Regions from separate parts of the Mus musculus genome. Here region 2 is linked to region 1. The links are chromatin contacts, called in public HiChIP or PLAC-seq maps. All regions are on one chromosome and are shown on one strand. Each heading gives the region's core, a stretch centred on a gene start, on an enhancer-like site or on the middle of the called end of the contact. The rest is flanking DNA. Distances are from core to core; before and after follow the strand shown.

Evidence for each region. HiChIP or PLAC-seq counts read pairs in DNA pulled down with a chosen protein or histone mark.
Region 2: a FOXA1 HiChIP or PLAC-seq map of pancreatic cancer cells shows a contact between it and region 1. The contact joins the promoter of Pgam1 here to the enhancer-like site in region 1. A contact is called at or near these places in 2 of 39 promoter capture datasets (liver and pre-B cells) and 3 of 115 datasets of contacts at active chromatin or transcription factors (bone marrow-derived dendritic cells, memory CD8 T cells and pancreatic cancer cells).

Annotation. Positions count from the first base shown.
Region 1 is chr19:41,328,742-41,333,222 of GRCm38.p6, forward strand. Pik3ap1 (phosphoinositide-3-kinase adaptor protein 1) reads right to left here. Exons shown (of 17, transcript NM_031376.4): 3 at 3,468-3,604; 4 at 459-603. Among named protein-coding and RNA genes, the nearest start is that of Gm52406, 48 kb to the left of the region's middle. Within about 2 kb of position 1,895, at least 50 of the 459 cell types and tissues checked have an H3K27ac peak or open chromatin away from gene starts, as enhancers often do. A contact at or near this core is called in bone marrow-derived dendritic cells and pancreatic cancer cells, where this site is marked.
Region 2 is chr19:41,909,904-41,914,384 of GRCm38.p6, forward strand. Pgam1 (phosphoglycerate mutase 1) reads left to right here and starts at 1,968. Exons shown (of 4, transcript NM_023418.2): 1 at 1,968-2,283. The coding sequence starts at 2,145.

The sequences.
Region 1 (4,481 bases), core at 645-3,144:
CTTAAGGTGCTTTGTATGAAGGCCAATAGTCACCAAGGGCTAGGATGCAGGTGGTTGGAGGATAACACTTTATTCCTACCATGATGGGCTGACTTGCTCTGCGGCAGACTGTACTACGTGCTCTTCCTGGGGTGGGAGTCTATACCACCGGAAGAGGTTCTGAGGGGTGAAGAAAAACATTAAAAATACACCAACCACAAAGATTCGATTCACCAAAGAGGAAATGTGACAACCGTGAACGTGGAAAATGACGAGGTCACACTGGTAACCCAGGGCAACGAGGATGCTCTGCTCCTTAAAACATCAACTTAATGAGGCCACACTGGTAATCCAGGACATCAACTACAGCTTTTAAAACACCAACTCAGCCGTGCTGAGTGATGCTGGAGAGCCAAAGGACAGCAGTGTTTCTGAAGGCAGCTGGGTAGCACACTCTGGGTCACCACGGGGCCACTCACCTGGTGCTTTCACAGAGACCGTGTACTCATTCTCCAGTGTGCCTTCCACCCGGATGGAGGGAGAATCCTCAGGAGAGAACTCTGCTTCTGTTGATACCTTCTCGTCCAGCTTGCATCTCACAATGATATACACAGTGGTTTCTGCCTGGAGTGGGAGACAAGTTCTGGTCTCTCTCTCCCTCCTGTATCCCTTAGGGTGCTGGGTCAAAGGTTATCCCAGCACCTCGAGCCTCAGCCCACTCTCTAAGAGAAGATGGTCTGGTCTAGGGGTCTTGATAGACCAGTGCTGGCAGAGAACCATAGGCTATCAGTCCAGTGGAGGAACTTGTGGAAAACAGACTCAACATTTATAAACCTTTACGAGGATTAGACAAAAACTTTGTCTATTCTTTATTTTCATAATTTTTTAAACCTAGGGACTACAAATGTTTATTTCATTTTATAACATCTTAAAATTGCTCTTTATATACATATACATATATATACACATATACATATACATATATATACATATACATATACTTTTAGTGGTCTTATCATACAATGGGAAAAATAATGCCCATGTAGATACCATATGCTATCAAGTACCAGAAATGGGTTACATCTTTTTGAGTCATTGGCCAAAGTGGTCCCACAGACCCCTACCCCCCACCAAAAACAAACCATTGCAAGCTATTGTCAATGCTACTGTTACCTTCCACGACCTGACACTAAAACCCTATTGCTGAAGACAGATACACTCATGTCATCCAACACAGAGAGATCAAGCTGGTGCCCAGCCGGAAGCTGCACTCCTACTGACTAGCAGTCACAGTGATGGAAGGAGCGCCACTCACTACTGGAGGAGAAACGTAATCACCAATCAATCTCGCCCAGTTATGAACCCTGTGATCTGCAACATTCACATGACTACAAGACATACCGGTGTGGTAGTGGCATAAATGTTATAAGTGTAACCAACCACTTAAAAAAGGGGGGGGGTGTAATATGAAACTCCAAAATCCAAAATGCTCTAACCTGATACCACAAGCGGAAAGTTCTATACTTTGCATTTAGGTCAAAGACCAAATGCAAGGGAAGTAACATGTTCTATAAAACTATTGTCAGGCTGTGTATAACGTGCATATAAAATATAAACACACTTTGTTTTATAACATATCCTGTTGTGCATACAGAAATAATCTAACATCTCCCTAACCAAATTCAAAATCTGAGACACTTCAGGCCCTTAGCATTTTAGGTAAGAGACACTCAACTTGTCTCTTGTTTTACTCAACTTGGCAAAGATCATTTTAGATAAGACCGGTAGGGCTGGGCCCTCCCCAAAACCAGAAAGGCAAGGAGAGATCTATGGCCAGAGCCACAGATCATCCTTAGTCATTCATTCCAGGACTGTTATGTAGTCGTCATAGCAACCCTTCACAAAGGGATGCCGAAGGCTGTTCCAAGTGTGGACTTTGTGACATGAGAGGGCTGTGGCCCAGGCTGCTGCTGCGGCCACTATAACCATTCGCATGACCTGTGGCTGTCATCCTTCCTGCCAAACTCCTGGTCCTGCATCTCATCCGAGAAACATGAGGAGCCCAAAAGAACGCCTGTCAGTTCTGCAGGCAGTCAGGACCCACCACAGGCCAGACACCCTAGGCCCACAGACTCAGTGTAGGCAACTGGGATGATCCTAAGTGAGAGGGCAGCAGAGAGGGAGCAGGAAGACTTGAACAGAGTGGGATGAAGCACGCATGGGTGCCAAACACCCTTCCCACTGCACCTGGCAGTCTGACCACACACCTGTGGGAAGACACGGCACTGGGAGAGGAGCCAGAAATGTCCACATCAGTCCAGCCGTGACTGCAAAGAGGCTACAACAGGCTGGATTTAAAAACCAGGAAGTGGCCAGGTGTGGTGGTACACACCTGTGACCCCAGCTGTGGGGAGGATAAGAAAAGGGGTTCACTAGTTCAAGGCCAACCTGGGCTATGTAGAAAGACGGTCTCAAAACCTCAAAAGTAAAAATAAAAACTGAAGATCAGAGAATGGTGGGGACCAGGCTACAGCGGGCATGTCCCATGGGAAAACAAACACAAAACCAGAAAGCCTAAGCCTAATATCACAGATTCTGACTCATGAGACACCAAGAAACACCAACTTCTTTTCTCTTTAGAAACACCAACTTTTATGCCTAATTTTAAAATCACTCTGAAGTCCAGATCAATCATGTCTAAGAGTTGAATGCAACCTGAAATACAACCGACAACTCTGATGCTGGGAGCCTGTGCCCAGCACCTTGTGGTCTCAACTGCAAAGGAGAAAGTCAGATTCCCCCACCCCCACTTCTCATTTCCAATGTTCTCATGCCCTGAGGTTCTGGGAAGCCACCGTGGCAAGCTTAGCAAAGAGCTTGTATCCATGGAGAAAGCATTCTGGTGCTCTAACCTATCCAAAATGCCTCCCGTTTTAAATCAGAGAAGGAAGGACTGTGAAATATTACGATAGGGTGACTATCCCGAAGTCTCACACAACAGCTCCCTTGTGACTGACTGACAACCATAAAATGCTAGCCATACATGGCTTGGGTATTTAGGCAATCTTTCAGCAAGCAATATTGGCCAGCAAGTTTCCTCTATCAAACCTTAACACCCTCCCTGAGGCCAGGGTGGTGACCAGTAAATGAAGAAGCAGGCTCCCACAATGTGTCACCTTCTCCTTCCCAGGCTAGGCCAGCTGGAAGATATGCAGGCCTCTCTCTAACTCTGTGGCCTGCTGGTATTCTGTCTGCCCTATGTTACACACTCATGAAACAGAGTCCTTACATGGATGGCACATACACTCCCAGGTTCGATTCTCTGACTTAAAGAAGCTACTCGTGTCCGAGGTGATGGGAGTCCCGAGGGAAGGTGGTGGTTCTAATAAGATGTATCCTGATACCTTTGCACCCTTTACTGAAACAAAGGCATCTACTAGGAAAGTCGATGCCCTGATGGAGATGTACCAGGTCCCCAGGATGCCTACCCCACAGCGAATGCGGTCCGGCTGTACCACCATCAGGTTCCCAGGCGATATCTCCGGAGGCAGGTTTGTCTGCTTTGAGAAAGGAAGCTCTCTCTCGTCCTCGGGCTCCGTGTCGGTTACTGAGTCACAGCCAGAATCTATGGGACACAGGACATGACTGAATAAGAGCAGAAAAAAGAAGAACTAGTAGACATGCTTCACCTCCCCAAAGCCCCACACGTCACCGTGCAGGAAGCGGCTACACAGATGCAAGCTGAAGGGACCGGATCGCTAAAGTCACAAAAGAGGACCCAATAGGGGGAAAAAGCCAAACACTTTGCAGGCCATTGAGTGACAGAAAAAAAAGCAATGTTGTGGGGTTTCTGGAAGCTTCACCTCACTGAAGAGTGGCAAGAAAAAAAAAATGGAGTCGGGAAAGGATTGTCTACACCAGAGTAAGAAACTCTGCAGACAGCCACAGGAACTAGGGTCACATCTACCCAATGTCTCTCTGTCAGCAGCAGTAAGAAGCAATCACTTACAACATGCCTAAGGTCAGAACCCCTGGGTTCCGGGTTAGTACCGTGGCCATTCATGAGCTGGAAAAGCCAGGACAGAGACAGGGATGAGTCTCTAACTGCCAACTTGCCACTACATAGAAGCACCTGAGAAGTTAGCTTTGACTGGAATTATCCAGATCAGATTGGTCTATGGACAGATCTGACAGGGGCTGTCGTGATTTCTAATTGATGTGGGAAGATCCAGCCCACTGTGTCGGCACCATCTCCTAAGCAAAGAGTCCTGATTTTTGCAGAAGAGGAGAAATCCAGAGGAGAGGAGGCAGGAAGGCTGAGTCTAGGTTTCTCTCTGCTTTTGACTGTGGTTGCGATGCTATGCAATGTGACAGGCCACTTGAGCTCCTACTTTGGCTTCCCCTTCAGTGATGGTAACTAGAAATCGTAAGCCAGATAATCTCTTCTTCTCTAATCTGCTTTCGGTCTGGGTGTTTAATCACAGCACCAGAAACGAAACTTA
Region 2 (4,481 bases), core at 718-3,217, 580 kb after region 1:
AGGCATAAGAGTGTGGCTTTTGAGCCAGCCGGTCACGGTTGAACTCAGTTCTTGTAACCTCAGTGGGACTGTCTGTCTATCCTGCTTTCTCATCTATAGTGTATGTGGAACAAAAGTGCCTGCTTCAAAGGTTATTATGAAACTAGATGCCTTTAATCCCAGTACTCAGGAGGAGGAGTTCAAGGCTAACCTGGTCTATACAGCAAGTTTCAGGACAGCCAGGGCTGTACAAAGAAACCCTGCCTGAAAAAAACAGAAGGGGGGGGGAGAAAGAAAGAAAGAAAGAAAGAAAGAAAAGAGAGAGAGAGAGAGAAAGAAAGAAAGAAAGAAAGAAAGAAAGAAAAGAAAGAGAGTGAGAGAGAGAGAAAGAAAGTAAGAGAAAAAGAAAGAAAGAAAGGAAGGAAGAAAGAAAGAAAGAAAGAAAGAAAGAAAGAAAGAAAGAAAGACAGACAGACGGGGGGGGGGGGGAAGGCGTTAATACGCATAAAGCACAAAAGCACTAACTCTGTTTAGTCTGTAGTAGGTACTTGACCATCTCATGTTAAAACTTTTCTTGGCTCTCTGTCGAAAGTACAGAAAGTGGCTCAGTTCTGTTGTCAATTGTTTAAATGTGGATTTTGCTCTCCACTAAAAGGACAGGAATTCATGACACTATCTTAGTATCTTAGTAATAGGCCACTGTCTGGCTAATGTTTAATGCTCATGAAGAAGTTTAATGGAAATAAACTAAGAGTCCACAGCCTGGGCAGGAGAAATTGGTCCTAACAAGTGGATACTAAAATTGGGGTAAGGAGAGACAGACATTCCTTTTTGTAATGTTGTAAGGGCCTAACGTTTGCTTCTCAGAAGGACATGAGCCTGTACACCTACACAGGAGCTTCCACACACTCTCAGCTACAGAATCAACATTTAGTAGAAGAAAAGGGATATAGAGCTGTTCTCTTGGGGCTGGCGACATGAGATGGCTCAGCAGGTAACTAACTGCTCTTCTGAAGGTCCTGAGTTCAAATCCCAGAATCACATGGTGGCTCTCAACCACCCATAATGAGATCTGATGCCCTCCTCTGGCATGTCTGAAGACATCTACAGTGGCCTTATGTATAAATACATATTTATTATTTATTATTATATAATATGTAGTTATAAATGCATATGTATATATTTATTATTGTACTATTATTTTTATAATAATAAATAATAAATTTATGGGCCAGAGCAAGCAGGGCCGACTGGAGCGAGCTGGGCCTACCAGGACGAACAGAGGTCCTAAAAAATTCAATTCCCAACAACCACAGGAAAGCTCACAACCATTTGTACAGCTACATAAAAATAAATAATAAATCTTAAAAAAAAAAAAAAAAAAAAAAAGCTGTGCTCTAACTGGCGTGATGAACCACGCCTTTAATCTAGCACTTCGGTGGCAGAGACAGGAAATCTCTGAGTTCTAGGCCTGGTCTACAGAACTTGTTCCAGGACAGTCAGGGTTACGCAGAGAGACTGTCTCAAAAAAAAAAAAAAAAAAAAAAAAAAAAAAAAAAAAAGCAACAAACTAGAAACAAAAAACAACAAAACAACCCAAAAGAACAATGTTCTGTTGAAGGGAAATAGCAACAACCCACGTTTAGGTTTATAGAGTATTTTACAAGTGAGGCTGAGACGTCTTATGACTTGTCCGAAGTACAAGTTAAAAGGAAAAGGGTGTATATTGGAATTGCGCAGGGATGGGACTGTGGCCTGGCAGGGCTGAAGAACTGGTCAGAGGATAGTTGATCATCCCTAAAGAGGAAGCGCGGCGTGTCCAGTCGGCGCCTGGAGCTCAAGCTCGCAACCAGCACCCTCCGCGCTCCTTGCTTACGTGCGCTCCGTGACTGCCGGGTAGCACGCGGGTACCGCTACGTACAACGCATGCGCACTGCCGCCGCGGTGCACTACACCCCCCCCTTAGCAGGCCGCAGAACTTGCCTGAGGCGCATGCGCACACGGGGCGGGCGGCGGTCTGTCGAGCGAGTGGAAAGATTTCGGGGAGAAAGTGCGCGGAAGCGGGGCGGGAGACTGTAAGTGCGCAGGCGCGACCGGGGCGGGGGGCGGGCTGCGAAGAGAATCTCGGCGATCCTCAGTTGCTGCTGCATCCTCTGCCCGTCGCCATGGCTGCCTACAAGCTGGTGCTGATCCGGCATGGCGAGAGCGCCTGGAACCTGGAGAACCGCTTCAGCGGCTGGTACGACGCCGACCTGAGCCCGGCGGGCCACGAGGAGGCGAAGCGCGGCGGGCAGGCGTTGCGAGGTACGAGCGGGACGAGCGCTGTGTGGCGTACTGGGCCAGCACCGGCCTAGGGGTCGCCTGAGCCCCCGGGCCCTCTCGAGAGGCGGGCACTTCGGTCGGCCTCTGCAGTTGAATTTTCATCTGGGGAGGTGAACGCAGGGTGGGGAACCCGCTTGTCAAGGTCACCCCGTTAAGTCTGAGAGTCTGTGCCAGAAAGAGGGCACAGCCGCCGCTAGGCTAAAATCTGTTCTTCCGGTCCGAGCAGCCCCACCTGTGGCGCCCAGGACCCTTTAGGGTACCACGAGGGCCTAGGGCGCCTGGCGGACGATTCCCCGTGACATCAGTGGCTGTACCGGAGTATACTTGAGGCGCCTGCCCATCATGGCGAAGCGGCAGGTCACGGGCTCGCCCTGGGTAGTGGGGGGGTGTTAGGTGGGGATGTCTAATGGCCTTTGAGACAACCTGGAAACCGCGTGCTTCGGAGAGCTTTGTAGCACAGCAGCAAACCACAAAACCGAATCCAGGAATGTGAGTGGGTGATTTCAGTTGATGCTCTCTCCAGCCCTATGAAGCAGGCAGATCTAATTTCCCTCCTTTTTACCTCTCTCCGTCCTCTTGTTATAGTTTAGAAAAGTGACTGGAAAGATTTGTCCAAGGTCATACAAAACTTAGTTCTAATCCAGTGTCCTTGCCCCATTTCTGGGTGGAGTAACAAGTAAGTGTGAGGAACTGGCGGGCCCTTGGCCAAGGACAGAGGCAGAGCAAAGGGTGAAAGCGTCCAGGAGATAAGCTCGCCTTTGCCTATCCATGCTGGGTGCCCCGCACCACCCACAGTTCTCTGTGATTTTGGAATGCTAATAAGAAAGCAAGGCCTCCCCGCTCCCTGTAGTGAAGAGGCACTTCTCTTGGTGATTAGGGCACATCCTAACTTGGACACGGCAGTAGCTGTGTAAAAGGGTTGCTCATGCCTACCTGAAGTGATCTTGTGTCTTGGTTGCCCTCCCTAGCTTCTTGTACACCCTTTTCAGATGAGGGAAGATTTTGAATACGAATTCCTGAGGCAAGGAAACATTGCTTTTTGAGATGCATGGCCTATGTAGGAGAGGCTAGAAAAAAGGAAAGTACTGGTTAAGGAAGCCATTTTCTTGAGCTCTGTGCCATGAAGCACTGTGTAGACCTGTGGTAGTTTGCTTATGCCTAGCTCAGGACAAAGTTAACTGCCTCTGTTCTCTGGGTATAAGATGATTATACGTTGAGCTGGAAAATAACAAGATCCATTTCAACCTTAAATACTATAGCACTAAGTTTTAGAACCTCACACGTTAGGCGCACATGGTGTTGCATGCCTGTAATTTTTCTCAGCACCCAGGCAGCTAAGAAGGGAGGCTATAGAGCATGGGCCAACTTGGACTACACAGCTGGACTGTCTTTATAAAGCTACTGTAAGTTTAGCATCTCCCAGAGATATCACAGATGATTAAAGGATGGAAGATTAAAAGCAAAAACCGACTGAGGGCTCCTGTGGATAATTGAGTAACAGAAAAGACCCAAGGTGCATACCATTCATTCCACCAGTGTTCCTCCTGCAGATTTCAGAAGGAAACTAGAGAGGCCTCCATGCAGCCTCAGGCGGAGGAAGGCCAGGGGTGAGGGGGCGAAGGGGGGGATGAGAGTCCATTGTCCCCCTGGCTGTACTTTGGATTAAATGGGTGTGTCTTTGTGCTTCTGATGCTATGGCATTCTTGCCAGGGTCCTCAGGGGGTACCACTTTGTCCTTGGGGACTATTTGGAAATAATTGCAGTGAGACAGCAGCCTGTAGCATCTCATCACGGGTGCTGAGGCTTGTTCTGTGGGTGACTCAGCCTTTTGTTGGGGAACATCCCTCCTCTCCTGGTTAAGGAGATGGTGAAGGCTGTGATGATGGCTGTCAGTTCTCATCAGCTTGTCCAGAGGCTCGGGGGTGAGATTGTCTTTCCTTGTGGGTGGTAGTGGTTTTCCTGGTATTAATCTTCCCTGTCCCCACTAGCTGGTCTCAGTGGCCTCATTGTCAGTTGACTGACTGGCAGGAAATTTTACTTCTTTTTTTTAATAACTGTTGCTAGTCTCAATATGAAGCAATGCCCAGAAAAGTTTGTGGTTAAACTTGAAGAGGGCCTTGTGTGCTGGTGAACACAGGGGTGTGTCCTGGGATAAGAAAAGGGACAGCTCCTTAATTCAA